Regions from separate parts of the Zea mays genome. Here all the other regions are linked to region 2. A link is a contact called in public Hi-C data. All regions are on one chromosome and are shown on one strand. The core of a region is the stretch at or near the end of the contact, and the rest is flanking DNA. Distances in the headings are between cores, read along the strand shown. Region 1 holds the start of LOC100279000. Region 2 has its middle 27 kb from the start of LOC103631789. Region 3 holds the start of lox9 (linoleate 13S-lipoxygenase9).

Evidence for each region. A called contact is a pair of places that touch in the nucleus more often than the background predicts.
Region 1: a contact with region 2 is called in a Hi-C map of tassel, with 2.1 times the contacts expected there. The contact joins the promoter of LOC100279000 here to the enhancer-like site in region 2. A contact is called at or near these places in 4 of 25 Hi-C or Micro-C datasets (endosperm, leaf and tassel).
Region 3: a contact with region 2 is called in a Hi-C map of root tip, with 3 times the contacts expected there. The contact joins the promoter of lox9 here to the enhancer-like site in region 2. A contact is called at or near these places in 13 of 25 Hi-C or Micro-C datasets (bundle sheath, ear, endosperm and 5 more) and 1 of 3 datasets of contacts at active chromatin or transcription factors (leaf).

What each region holds. Positions count from the first base shown.
Region 1 is chr1:16,862,372-16,866,828 of Zm-B73-REFERENCE-NAM-5.0, forward strand. It overlaps LOC100279000, which reads left to right and starts at 1,688. Exons shown (of 7, transcript NM_001360928.1): 1 at 1,688-1,919; 2 at 3,367-4,076; 3 at 4,155-4,240. The coding sequence starts at 3,476.
Region 2 is chr1:16,762,160-16,766,823 of Zm-B73-REFERENCE-NAM-5.0, forward strand. No RefSeq gene overlaps it. Among protein-coding and RNA genes, the nearest start is that of LOC103631789, 27 kb to the left of the region's middle. Within about 2 kb of position 1,737, at least 18 of the 20 cell types and tissues checked have an H3K27ac peak or open chromatin away from gene starts, as enhancers often do. A contact at or near this core is called in bundle sheath, ear, endosperm and 4 more, where this site is marked.
Region 3 is chr1:16,840,781-16,845,656 of Zm-B73-REFERENCE-NAM-5.0, forward strand. It overlaps lox9 (linoleate 13S-lipoxygenase9), which reads left to right and starts at 2,892. Exons shown (of 9, transcript NM_001112507.1): 1 at 2,892-3,413; 2 at 4,229-4,512. The coding sequence starts at 3,017.

The DNA of each region.
Region 1 (4,457 bases), core at 438-2,937, 100 kb after region 2:
ATATTAAATATACTATATCGAGAGTTGAAACGAATCTTTTAAAATCGAATATTCTAGACCCTAAAAAGCAAAATGGTTCCATTTACACTTTATGAATGGTTTGGTGACCAGAGAACTGCAGGGGATCCATAGAGAGAAATTTTCTTGTTATTCAATGAAGGGCAATGAATTTTCTCTCCGAGGATCTACTCTAATTCCTCGAACACCAAATCAACTCTTAGAGTTATTTGTCTTTTCTTAGCACCAGTGCAACATAAAGTTCATAGGGCCCATGTGAATGGGCTAAAGGAGAGGAACTAACCAAAGTGTTAGCTAAATTTAGCTATTGGCCCATTCAAATAGGCATAACGTTTTTCCAAAGAATATCATGACAATATTTAATCATGGTAAACCATTTGAACGGGATACATAGATTAAGAACATTATTTACATAGGGCATGTAAAGAGACAAAAAAACATACTAGTTAAACCGAAACTAATCATTTCATTCATGCAATTTAAGTTTTCAAAATGTTATTGGATACAATTTAAAATGAAGAAATAGACATTAACGATGCAGTAGGCCAATCTCTACTTTTTTAAAACATCAGTTATGTGCATCGCACGTTGTGTGTCACGTCGCGCATAAGTTTTTTATGTCCCTCATTTTTCGCATAACGATGGACTCAATAAACTGTTATGCTACAAATAGGTTTTGAAAAAACACTCAAGCCCCCACACGACAAGAAGCGTAAGGCTACTATATACTATCGTCTCGCTAGCTGATGAAAGACGAGCGACCGAGCAGGCTATAAAAAAAGTTGGACTACCTTTTTAGCTCATATCTTTTTCGTCATGTTAGCTAAGATACAATGAAATATTTGTTCTTATCAAATTAATATTCGATATATGGACCATATATTCATTTTAATATTATATTTTTATAGATACTAAATATAACTGTGTGCTGTCGCAGTATACGCACTTTACACTACTCTCCTATTGAGATTGAAGACCGTCGGTTCTGTAGGTTTTTCATAATCGAAGCACTAGAATAGCTTGAAAAACTCTGGCTTCTGAAACAGAGGATGCTAAATTTTAAATGCGACCGTGGTATTGCATATACCTGCTACAATAATGTAGTAGTAATTACAACTTTGTTTTTAAGTTTATGTCCTGTATTTTGTTATGGATAAAACTTCCTGACTTTTTAAAACGTATTAAAGAATATATTAATATCTACAACACCGAATTAATACACTTTATGTTTGATTTAATAATAAAATTAATTTAGTGTTATAGATCTTGGTGCGTCTGTCTAAAAATTTAAAAATCAACTTATAAACTAAAAACATTCTGAGTAAAATTTGGGGGAACGTATCATGTGCTCATGGAGCTCTTGTGCTCATATGAGCACTTTAAATCTGGTGCCTTCGTTTCTCATCTAAGTGTGAATAGACATTTTCTAGTTTCTTCTATGTGTCACCCTTGTTGCGCCGCGCCGCCTATCTCTTCTGTGTGCCACTGCTGCCCTCACCCCCTGGATGAGAAATGAAGGCACTAGATTTAAAGTGCTCATATGAGCACAAGTGCTCTATGAGCACAGGATACGTTCCCAAAATTTGGAAGGAAGACGCACCCGCATTTGTGTACCACACCGTGATTACAAGGTGGAGTAGCAAAGAAAGAAGTGCCACAGAAAATCAATTGGGCGTAGGGCGAAGGCAACAGGTGAAGTGTCAACGTGTGGCTGCAATCTGCCTCCGCACTCACTCCACGCACACGCCGCCGCTATACGCGACGGCGCCGAGCGCATCGCCGCCGGCCCCTCCCTCCCTGCGCCTGTACTCAGCCCGCTGCTTCTCAGTCCACTTCATCCACAGCTCCTCTTCTCTCGGTCTAGAGATCCGTCCGGGCACGGTAGTCTCGCCTTCGTTTTGGTAAGCAATCATATCCGAGCTTGCTTGGATGCCTGGATTCCCTAGTCCAAAGGGCTTTGTTGCCAATCGAACCCTAAAATCCTTCTTCTGCTTCGTTCAGTTAGTTGTAGAGTTTTGTGTTGCTGGATGTCCTGCTAATCCAATACATCAATCCGCGGTCTGTCTAGAATCTTGTTCTTCTTGTAAACGGGCAAGATCGACATGAGTTGACCGTGTACGAGTTCTTGCTTTCTTGTTACCTAATCAAGGTGTTGGTGCAGCTTGTTTTCCAAAATTTTGGGGGTCACGTGAAGCCCGCCCCTGCTTCCGGAGGGACGTATTCCTGTTGCGTCGCACCTGAGCTTGTTTTTTATATATTTATAGTAAAGATGCTGGTTTTAAATGTTCCGTCTTCTTCAAATTTCCAATTCCCCGTGTTTTTTGCGTATGGATGGATAATGGTGCAGTAGCTGATGTCAAATACTATTAGAATAGAGCAGTAGCGAGCATATACTTCAGTTATTATTGCCCGGTGCAAGGTGGTGATTGTAGAATCCTTCTGCTTGGTCAACAAAGAACAATGATGAATTTAGTGGCACATGTTTTCTTCTACCATGAATTGTTTGCCATCAGAATATTACATTTTAAACACTTTATGTTGGAATACAGCAACCTTTTGATTGTACTAGATATCTGATGTACCAATGCTAGAATAGAAGTCATTTGCTCATAATTGGATCCCCCAAACAATAGGAGTTCTTAATCTTCTATCTTTTTTTGAAGTGTGAAATATGAATGGCACTGTGCTTGTGCTAGTTTGAAATCCAATCCAGGAGTGATTAGGGTTAGGGATGTTCAGCTCTGTACCATAGAGCTGCTTTGTGCATGTTTGGTATCTTGTGCCCATTTTCTTCTGCATAAATCCAAATCTTTAGGTTTTCTGTTTTCCCACTTTCAGCATAAAACAATTTCTATTTGACACGAGACCTTTTTCATCCGTACCTGCCCCCAATTTTTTTCTTAGTGATTTGGAATTTATGGCTTATCTTGCTGTAATTTCATTGTTTAGTCATGTTGAAGGATGTAGTATCTGTGGTAGTATGGCTGTGAGAGGCCAATGGTTTTGAATTTTCTTTGCCATTATTTTTCTAAGTTAGTTCCGCTTAAATATATCATGATCAAGGCCAGTTGCTCCTTTCTTAGAAGCGGTCTGTGCTTCTGTTAAGTTTCTATTTGCAGAAATCTAAATTTTATTTAGTCATGTTGAAGGATGTAGTATCTGCGGTAGTATGGCTGTGAGAGGCCAATGGTTTTGAATTTTCTTTGTCGTTATTTTTCCAAGTTAGTTCCACTCAAATATATCATGATCAAGGCCAGTTGCTTCATTCTTAGAAGCGGTCTGGGCTTCTGTTAAGTTTCTATTTGCAGAAATCTAAATTTTAATACCATGCCTAATAATGTCTAATAGGCACAACGAACAATTACTCTAGAAGAGTTGTACTCTTTGGTGTGCCGTACTCTCTGTAACAATCTTACCAATTACCATTCTTGAGAAGAGGTACATCTGTCCGTCAGCGATGTCCATAGAAGAGAGGAAGATAAGTATGATAAGCAAGAGCACTGCACTAAATCCAAATGCAGAGGAATTTGTTCCTTCGTCCCTTAGATCTTTCAGTGATTCCTCCAAGAAATCAGATGCAACTATGATTGTCTCAGGGTCATCTAAAGAATCTAGCACAGACAAGCCAGAATCCATTTTACGAAGTAACTCTGATGAAGAAGCACATCAGTACTGGCAGCAACAGCTCCCTGACGACATCACCCCTGATTTCAAAGTCCTGGGACAAGACGAAAGTCCTGGACCTGACAGTCTATCACTCACAGGCCTGTCGATTAATGATGGCATTGACACATCAATATTTTCTCCAAACCAGACACTGGGCGTGCAGCACCATGCTTCACCTTTTATCAGGGACAAACTGAATACACGCCCAAAAATTAACTTGTCTGGCCCAACTTATATGGACGAACGGTCCCAAGCCGCAATTTTGAGTCCAACTGCAGGTTCCATGAGTCCAAATGCTGCTCCATGGGTGAAGAATCTAAGGAATGGGGGACATTATAACACAAGCAGAAGGGATGCCACTGCCAGTCACTACAATGGAGATTCTAGCATTGGTATGGTGATGGTTTGTGATTTTTTCTTTCATGTGGGGTGTGGTCCTTTGAGCTTAAGATTTTTCCTTAAAATTTCAGGGGCTTCATTGCACAACCTCACTGATGCGTATCATGGAAGCAGGCGCAGCTTAAGCACGACTATGGATATCATGAGTCAGCTGGAGGTCTGTCCTCAGTGTCTTCATTTATCAACTATGCTTTTTGTCTAAAGTTGTTTTGTCCCATGTGGCCATGTTTCTTGTTTATCCACTATGCTGTCTATCAAATTGTTCTTTTCAAAGTTGCACCTACTGTCCTGAAACTGTCATGACGCTGACAACTTACCTATCTATGCGAAAGATCAGCTTAAAGAGATGCTACTGTGCACTTAATGTACCAATC
Region 2 (4,664 bases), core at 487-2,986:
GCAAAACAAAATATTAAAAAACTACCTTGTCTTGCAATGTGACACCACTTTGCCTTCTCCTTCAATATCAGATATACAGGCACAAAACTTGTTAACGCTCTCCAAAATAAATCCCCATCGATGAGATATAAAACTTTGAGAACGATCTGATGGAAAAGTTTTATGGTTGTGATAGTAATTATAAACTCTCTTCCAAAATGTACCACGAGTTTGGTTTGTGCCATTCACAGGATCCAAACTAATGTTCAGCCACGCTGAGACAACCAAAGCATCCTCCTGCTGGCTGAAATTAGCAGACCTTTCTGATTTGGTCTAGATGAAGTCACAACTATAGATGGATGCTGCTTAGAAATAATACCGTAGTCATCCAAAGACATGTTATTGTTACCCTCGCTCATCAGGTTACTAAAATATCATCCTTGCATTGTAAGTGCCTCCTATATAAAAAAAACTATAAATCAGAGGTATTTCCAACATACATGACATTTTGATTCCCATTTACAGAAATCAATCAAGATTCAAGAATCATCATAACCTGTACTTCGTTTATCTTGAGTTCATACAGTGCATACAGAAAGGATGTGTTATCAGCCAATGGCTACAGAAATTGTTTCATAGAAATTCAAACTAGTTGAAAACTTGCTCTATACTTCCTTTCTCAGCAGCACATACACCAAAGGGGCGACACAAACTAGCAAAATTAGTACGATCTACGAAATTAATACATCCCAAAATGTAAATCATCATGGACTACCCTTTCTCAGCAGGCGGCGGCGCAAGAACACGATGTGCAACCATTTGTGAATTGAAATAAAAAAGCTCACGAATTAAACGTCTTACCTCAAATTCAAGACCGGTTGCAGATGGATTTTGAGTCGCCATCGCATAATCATCTTGCGTCATGGATTCCCCACCGATAGGATCCATCGCAATAGCAGTTTGCATCGACCTCCGCTTGGTTGAAGACTGCCACCGCCTGACCTGCTTGTCCAGTGCACGCGAACTGCAGATCGAGGGAGATTGGATGAAGCACGTAGGCGTCAAAAGGGCGTGGGAACTGAAACCACCATCTAGATTGGGAGCCTGCCGGTCGGCGGAGATTTGCGCACTAGGTGAGGATGTATTCGCGTGCGAGGCTTTAGGGACAAGAGTTGAGAGTCTGTTGGACACATGGTTTTCCTTTTCTTCCCAAAAAACTAATTGGGACAATGGTTTAAGTAAGTATTGGAGTCGCTCTAATATGGGCAACTGGAGACGGTATAACTCAGTCGGACAGCCCTAATGTGGTGGTGAGATCCCACGTGCACGATATAAGGGCATGTACATTCTAATATTTTGTTGCGGTTTTCTAAACATTAGATACACCTAAAAAACCTGTTCATACAGTTCAATGCATCTATATCGTGTATCTTATTCACTAGAAACTCTTAGCGCACGACTCATTTATGTGAGCTGTATGAGTGAGATTATATTTTACACTTAGAAAACCATGGTAGAGACGTTTCTTCGCTAAAATATATCGTTTATGTTTTTTTCCACATACCTCTCAAATACTATTTGTTAAGATACGGATTATGTATGTGGATGTATATGCCTAACATTGCGGTGCATCTCTGATTCTCGGTGGGCTGCGTAGCGATGCCATACGAAAGAACCACCATCACGGCCCGCCCTGCTCGTGGCGCGAAGGGGAAGCCCAACCCATGCTATGCGTGGCACTGGGCTCTTGGCAGTTGGCCTGGTACCTGAGGTAGTAGTGAGTTTCGTTCTTCAATCGTTGCCAACTCCCGATGCCAATTGCCAAGGCATGCCAAGTCTGGTCGCCGGTCGCCGGTCGCATGGCAATGCCTTGCCTGGTGCCTGCATGCGTGGAACACGCGCGCACGGTTGGGAGACATGCCCGGCAGGAACGTCAAGAGGCGAGTGCGTTCTTGATCTTGGGGACAGCTACCGTCCTTCCGAACATCCAAACGCAGTCAACGCACTGAAGCAAAGCAAGCCGTGGTGGCCACGATCGAGCACGAGGCAGAAGGAGGTGGAAGAAACGGGTTGGATTTGAGATGGCACCGGCCACCGCCCTAAAAGACGAGCAGCCTCCTTTTTTTTTTTCTGTCACCGGCCGGGCCCCATTAGCGACAAAAGTTGTTCACAAGATCCACGTCCACTTATATCGAAGTACTCTCCCTGCAGAATATTTTGCAGAGCATCGTTCCTCCAGTCACAAGATCCAAAAGGGGAACATGCTGGAATGAGCCAAGCCGTTTTACATGATATTTGCTGCACCGGGGGATGGGATGGTTTTTTGCTGCACCGGGGTGGAATGGATCGGAAAAGCGTGGGCGGCTTCAGCTTCGAGGGGTATTGGGTTCCCTGACTAAACTAGTTTAGTTTATGTCACGTTAAACGTTTAAAAATTAGTTAGGGCATGTATAATGGTGTTTAATGTGGAGGCTCTTAAGGTGTTTAAGGGGTGTATTTGCAAAAAAATCTTAGAGCCGTCTCTCCGTGAAGAGACGTCTCTGGCTCGTAAACCAAGTAGTAATAGACGCCTCACTTCCTACTGTACGAATTTGTCGTCTGTTCTATCAATCTACTGCTGTACAAATGCATTTAATTCTGTATTTATTAGTAGACTACATTTATAGACACTCCATTGTATAATAGAGTCTATTAGTTGTCTCTCGTGCTTGAAGAACCGTTTTGGTGTCTCTCCACTGTACATGCCCTTAGGAGTATGAAATATATACTTAATTAAGTTTAATAAATTTATCTCGTCTTTTGGTCGTTTCATGTGTGAATAGCAATTGCGACTTGCCAGACGAGTTTCCCAAACGAGTTACGACCGACCAATTGCGACTTGCCAGAGAACGGCAGCATCCTTTTCAGATGATACGACTCCAAGCCGTTCGATTTTGAATTCAAACGGCTGATGGTGATCATGATCTGAACCAGTGGCAGACGCAGGACGAAAATTCAGGGGGGGCCAAAAAGACCACATGAGAGACATGATTTTTTAGTTCGCCATGTCCATCGACCGCATGGGATAAGTCATATCGTTGCGACGAGCGAGATCTAGCTTGTCGAGCGGATTGACGTCATGTAAAAACAAAACAAGGGACGAAGGCGGCAGGAAGGGGCGAAGTCGGGTGGCGTCGCATCGGGAATGGGTCGGCGGCGGAAACAGGACAGCGAACAGACCGGTTTAGGTGGTGTCGAAAAGATTAGAGTTAGACAGGTAGATGCAAGGACTAGACCGAGAGGATCAGACGAGCAGGCTCATAACATGGTTGTTTTATGTCATGTTCTAAACCTTTATAGCTAACTGTTAACTGGTTTTAGCTGGGCTGTGGCATCTAACAACTAATATTTATTTGAGGAATATAACTAACAATTAGTTGATCCATTCTAAACCTCTCGACTAATTTTAGCAACTAGCTATTAGTTTTAGAGATTTAGAACAAGACTCTATACTATCTAAAACTTTGATTTTTTTTCTACACTTAATACTAAATAATCATATACATAAAAGGGTGTACAAAATTGAGGGGGGGGGGGCATGGCCTACTTTGCCCCCCTATGGATCCGCCTCTGATCTGAACGTGTGTATGCCATGTCCAGTAGAACAAACGCGGTTTCAAAGATGAATAGCAGCAGTGGCTGCTGTTGTTATGAACTTATAGTGTGTTTGGTTGTATTTATGTGTGGAGAAGTTGCAACCGTGAATCCTTAAAGCATTATTTGTTTGGTTGCTTACATGCAGCATGCAGCAAAGTAGCCGCATTATCTTTAAATTAAAGTGCCTAGATGAGTCGAGATGCAGGATTTGGAGATATCTACGGAGCCATGCTAGTTGGATGCATGCACACAAAATGAGACAACATTTTTTTATTTATTTTTAATATATCTCTTAATTATTACATCTAATTAATATACTGATTTCAGTTTTTTATCTTGATATTTTTACGAACAAAACTAGTTTACACTTGCTATATAATTTTTAAGGATTTTATTTACCATTTTATCTGATGTCGTCCTAACGCGGGTAACCAAACAACAGCTACATCTAGTATGTATAAACATATACACCTAACAAAACACGATTCTCTTGTATACGTTGAGCCTATCTCGTGGCAACTTGGCTATCTACATACGAGCTAGGATAGTCACACTTTGCTAATCTATCTCTACTCATATAAATCACGAGTTCATCTTGGACAGGCCCAACTTCAATCAAAGATCACGGGAATCGTGGAGACATGCACATTTAATACGACAATTCGAATATCTGCCTCACGTGACACCGCAGTCAAAATGGGAGCGATGGGACCGTGGTCCTATCCACTTTCACCAACTACAGTGATACACGCCCGGGAATAACAGACATTGCTCTCCCACACCGTCTACTGTGCTCAAACAACTCCGAATGGGACATGCACGCGTTTGAGCATGGTCTCACCCTCAGGAGGGAACTCCGCCTCCACGAAGTCAGCCTCAACGTCGAGAGAAAACTCCGCCTCGCCCGAGCTCAGCTTCGGCCAACTGCCCCAGCAATGACTCCCCGTTAGGGGTGGGCATTCGGGTTACCCGAAAATTTCGGGTCGGGTAATTTAGGTATTTAAAATTTCGGGTTTTGAGAATCGATACCCGAAATTACAACGAGTTTT
Region 3 (4,876 bases), core at 1,642-4,141, 80 kb after region 2:
TCTTTGATAAACTTAGAACTTCGGAGACAAAGTATACTGGGGCTTGTTTTTTAATTTGTCCTTCAAGCTTCTCCTGTACAAGCGCCGCACTCACTGCAGAGTGCGAAATTGCCACATACAATAGTAATGGAGCCCCTAGCGCAGGTGGAGTTAATGTTGTTAGATCAATCAAGTATTGCTTCAGCTCTTCGAAGGCTTTCTGTTGAGCTGGGCCCCATTGAAAAACTTCGGTTGACTTTAGTATTTCAAAGAATGTCAAGTTTCTTTCTGCTGATCTAGATGTGAATCTATTCAATGATGCCAGTCTTCCTGTCAGCCGTTGGGCCCCCTTCTTTGTGCTTGGTGGCTCCATCCGAAGGATAGCTTCGATCTTGCTTGGGTTAGCTTCAATCCCCTTTGTTGAAACTATACAGCCAAGGAACTTACCCTTCTTCACTCCAAAGACACATTTTTCTGGATTTAATTTCAGGCCAGCTTGCCTGAAATTAGCAAATGTTTCTTGCAAATCAGTAATGTGATTTTCTTGCTTCGTGCTTTTTACTATGATGTCATCAATGTATGTTAGCACATTTCTGCCTATCTGGGAATGAAGGACCTTGGCTGTCATTCTGCTGAAGCTTCCTCCAGCATTCTTGAGCCCCTTAGGCATCCGAAGATAGCAATAGGTGCCACTGGGAGTTATGAAGCTAGTCTTCGGCTCATCCTCCTTCTTCATCCATATTTGATGATATCTTGAATAGCAACCCAGCAGACTCATAAGCTCTGAAGAAGCTGCTGCATCTACAAGAGAGTCTATTCTTGGTAATGGAAATTCGTCCTTTGGACAGGCCTTGTTAAGATCTGTGAAGTCAATACACATTCTCCATTTGTCGTTGGCCTTCTTCACCATAACAGTATTGGCTAGCCACTCTGGATATTTTACCTCTCTGATGACACCAGCACTGAGAAGCCTTTTTACTTCATTCCGAGCACCTTCGGCTTTATCAACAGACATTTTTCGAAGCCTTTGCTTTCGTGGCCTGAAGGATGGGTCGACATTGAGTGAATGTTCAATGACGTCTCTGTTGACACCACAGAGATCATTGGCCGACCAAGCAAAAACATCTTTGTTGTTGAATAAAAACCTTATCAAAGTTTTCTCCTGCTCTTCAGATAGTTGAGACCCCAGCAGTACCTTCTGCTCTGCTATGTCTTCACATAGAAGCATGGGCTTCGGCTAATCAGCTGAAGCAGCCTTCTCTCTTCTGTACTTGTACTGTTCACAAGCTTCGGCTCCATCTATATTGTGGGTCGCTTTTGAGTCTGTCCAATTTCCTTCGGCCTTTCTGTCAGCTTCTTGACTTCCATGAATAGCAATGGGCCCTTGTTCCGAAGGTATCTTCATGCATAGATATGCTAGGTGAAGTATTGCTTCAAAAGCATTGAGTGTTCCTCGGCCAATTATTGCATTGTAGGGGTATTCCATGTCGACAATGTCAAATACAACCTGTTCGGTCCTTGTGTTGTGAACAAAGCCGAAGGTTACTGGCATTGTGATTTTACCGAGTGCCACAATATGTCTTCCTCCGAAGCCACATAGAGGATGTGTAGCATCGTGAATCTTGTCTTTTTGCTCTTGCATCTGTCTGAAGGACTTAGCAAATATGATATCAACTGCACTGCCTGTATCAACCAGGACATTATGAACCAGAAATCCCTTGATGACACAAGATATGACCATAGCATCATTGTGAGGATAATCTTTGAGCTGAAGGTATAACTTGGGGATGACAGGAAGCTTTGGCTCATGATGGGAGTCTTCTCCTATGATGACGATATACAAGACGAAGGTATAACTTGGGGATGATAAGAACGAACGCTAAAGCTATAGCTGAAGAGTGACAGATTCAACTTAAAGTGGTGATGAAGACCAAGCATGGTGCTAAACCGAAGAAGAAAAGACTAGCTAGTCCCTAATAATTTATGTTATAGTTGTGAATAAATGTTAAGAACATAAATATACTTTTACCCGGGATGCGTCCCGTGCCTATAAATAGGTGAACAGTACCCCATACTGTTCATGCTGAATTGTAATTGTTCTCGTATCAACACATTCGAACAAGTCGAATGTATCAATGTAATATAAATCCTGTTAATATTCATGTATGCATTATAAAATACATATGCGTATGAGCCAGCGGATTACGTTCATTATCTCTATGTATTTCCATTCTCATGCTGAAAGCGTGTCTTTCATAACCTTCGTCTGAAGATCGTTATATCCAGGAGAAAATAATGTTTCGGAGGACAAATGTCTGATTTTTAACAATTGTGTTGACTTGTTCTTGATTCACAGTGACCAACAATACTCTTTTCTTGTTTATGAAAATCATCATACGTTCTAAACCAATGGGTCACCCTGAAGATATTATATATCTTGTTTGTTTTCATTTTTTTTGTTAAGTGATTACATTATATAGGGGCTAGGGACTTGGGTAGATATAAGACTCCTAACAAACTCCTAATAAGGACCTAAGAAACTTTAATTAATTAGAACAAATTTATGATAAGAACTCCAATAAACTAACTAACTAATTGGCTGTCTGAGTGTGCGTGTTTTTTAGATGACGGCTGGTCGCTGGTAAACTAATATATTATTGCTCCTACATGTCTACAACAGTGTTTGATTAACTGTGTAAACGTAGCAGTTTCAGACTCGCGCAGGGCGCGAGCTAAGTTACTGGTCATAACAAGATGACGGTTTTCTCAGGTCAAACAGGAACAGGGAGCAGGCCAGCTTCCGTGCAATGCCACCAAGACTCCGTTCCCTTCCGTCCTGCCAGGACTTGCAAACATAAAAAAGAGCAGCGCACGAGGCCGAGGCATCCTCCTCCTCCTCTGCTTAAATCCTAGTCACTGCTGCAGTGCGGCTGCCGCCGCTGCTCCATCACGACGACGCCAACCACCTCAGCTCACTAGCTCCCGCGGACCCGCCTGAGCGCAGCCAAAACCGGGGATCCCAGGCGCAGCAGCTAGCATGGCCGCGCCATGCAGGGACCTCACGGGCCTTCGCCGGGGGCTTGCCGCGGCGAGGCTGGCGCCGGGGCGCCGGGGCGCGAACAAGCTCTGCCTCGCGCCGTTCCACCACCGCGCGCCGCCGCCGCAGCAGCAGCAGGGGAGGAGGAGGCAGCGGCAGGGGCTCAAGGTGGTGGCTGCCATCAGCGAGGACCTGCCGAGGCTCGCGGCGCCCGGGACCGGGAAGGGCGCGCCGGAGGGCAGGCGGCCGGAGAAGGTGCTGGTGCGGGCCGCGCTCACGGTGCGCCGCAAGCACAAGGAGGACCTCAAGGAGGCGCTGGCCGGCCACCTCGACGCGCTATGGGACATGGTTGGCCGGAGCGTCGCGCTCGAGCTCATTAGCACCAAGATCCACCCCAGTAAGCACGCCGGCCCTTGCTCCCTGTCCTCGTCCAATCCACTAGTCTCTCTCTCTCTCTCTCTCTCTCTCTCTCTCTCTCTCTCTCTCTCTCTGAGTTGACCTGCCTGCTCTTGACAAGTCTCCTCTGCCTCTATTTTTTGCTTCCTTTGGATAGTCGTTAGAGCTTTAACGTGCAAAGCTTTTGCCTTTTGGGGCATCTCCGCCTGTTCTTGACTGACCGCCCCGATCGGAAGGTGGCACCGGCAATCAGGAAGATGCTAACTAGATGCACATGATCAACAGATCTTTCTGCGGATCTTCAATAATGGAGACATGATAACAAAGGCTTGTCCCGGCGTTCGCGTGTGCGATTCTCTGCATTAGTATATTCGCTCTGCATTTTTCAACAAATTGTTTAATCCGAACAAACAAGGGACGAACTAAATAACTGGAGCCGTTCAACTTTTTAACCGTTGGCATCTTTCGCTTGACCATGTTTTCTTCAAGAAGAGAACAAATGGATCAGATTTTCTTCCTACCTCCCAGGCTCCCAGTCCCAGCCTTGAAAGCACTGCAAAGCAAAACAGTATAGCCTCCCTTTAGCAGTAGTAGCCCCGCCTGATCACTGCTCTGAATAATTCAAGCTCAAATGAGTCACTAAACTCATCACTATGCAATACTGACGAAACATGTTTTCCCCGCCTCTCCATTACCACCATGTGGTCGCCACCCAAAGCTGATACAATCGCTTTCCATGTCTCCAAATTTGACTTCTCTTCTCAAGATCGTCCTAACCTTCCCGTTCCCGGGTCGTGCCACGTGAATCATTGGCAGGGACCAAGAAGCCGTTGCACAGCGGTCAGGCATCGATCAAAGACTGGTGCCAGAAGAGGGGCGTCAAGGGAGAGCACGTCGTGTACACGGCTGAGTTCATGGTGGATTCAGACTTCGGCGAGCCTGGCGCCATCACCGTGGCCAACCGGCACCATCGGGAGTTCTTTCTGGAAAGCATCGTCGTCGAGGGTGGGCTGCCGTGTGGTCCGGTGCACTTCGCCTGCAACTCCTGGGTGCAGTCCACCAGGGAACTGCCGGGAAAGAGGGTGTTCTTCAGTAACAAGGTAATAAGCATTTTTGTGCTAAAGAAAAAGGTTGTACTAGCAAGCATTTTATTTCCTTACTAGTTCAAGAAAAACGTGCTGTCAACCTATGACTGGACCTGGACTTTCTGGTACTAGATTATCATCAATTGTCATTAGTATGTGCGTGCTATCAGTCCTGTGCCAAATGATCGCCATGTCCGTTGGCAAGTTGGTCATGCATCCTTTTCTTCGATGTTGATAGTGAAAGGAGGCCATTCACTATAAAACGCGGAGCCCAGTCTAAAGGCATGATTAATCGATATGTCCATGCGCTGTCCAAATGACCAGCTTTTGAGTAGGCCTCAGTAGAACATATCTGTAGTGCCTGAGCTTAGTGGGTCAT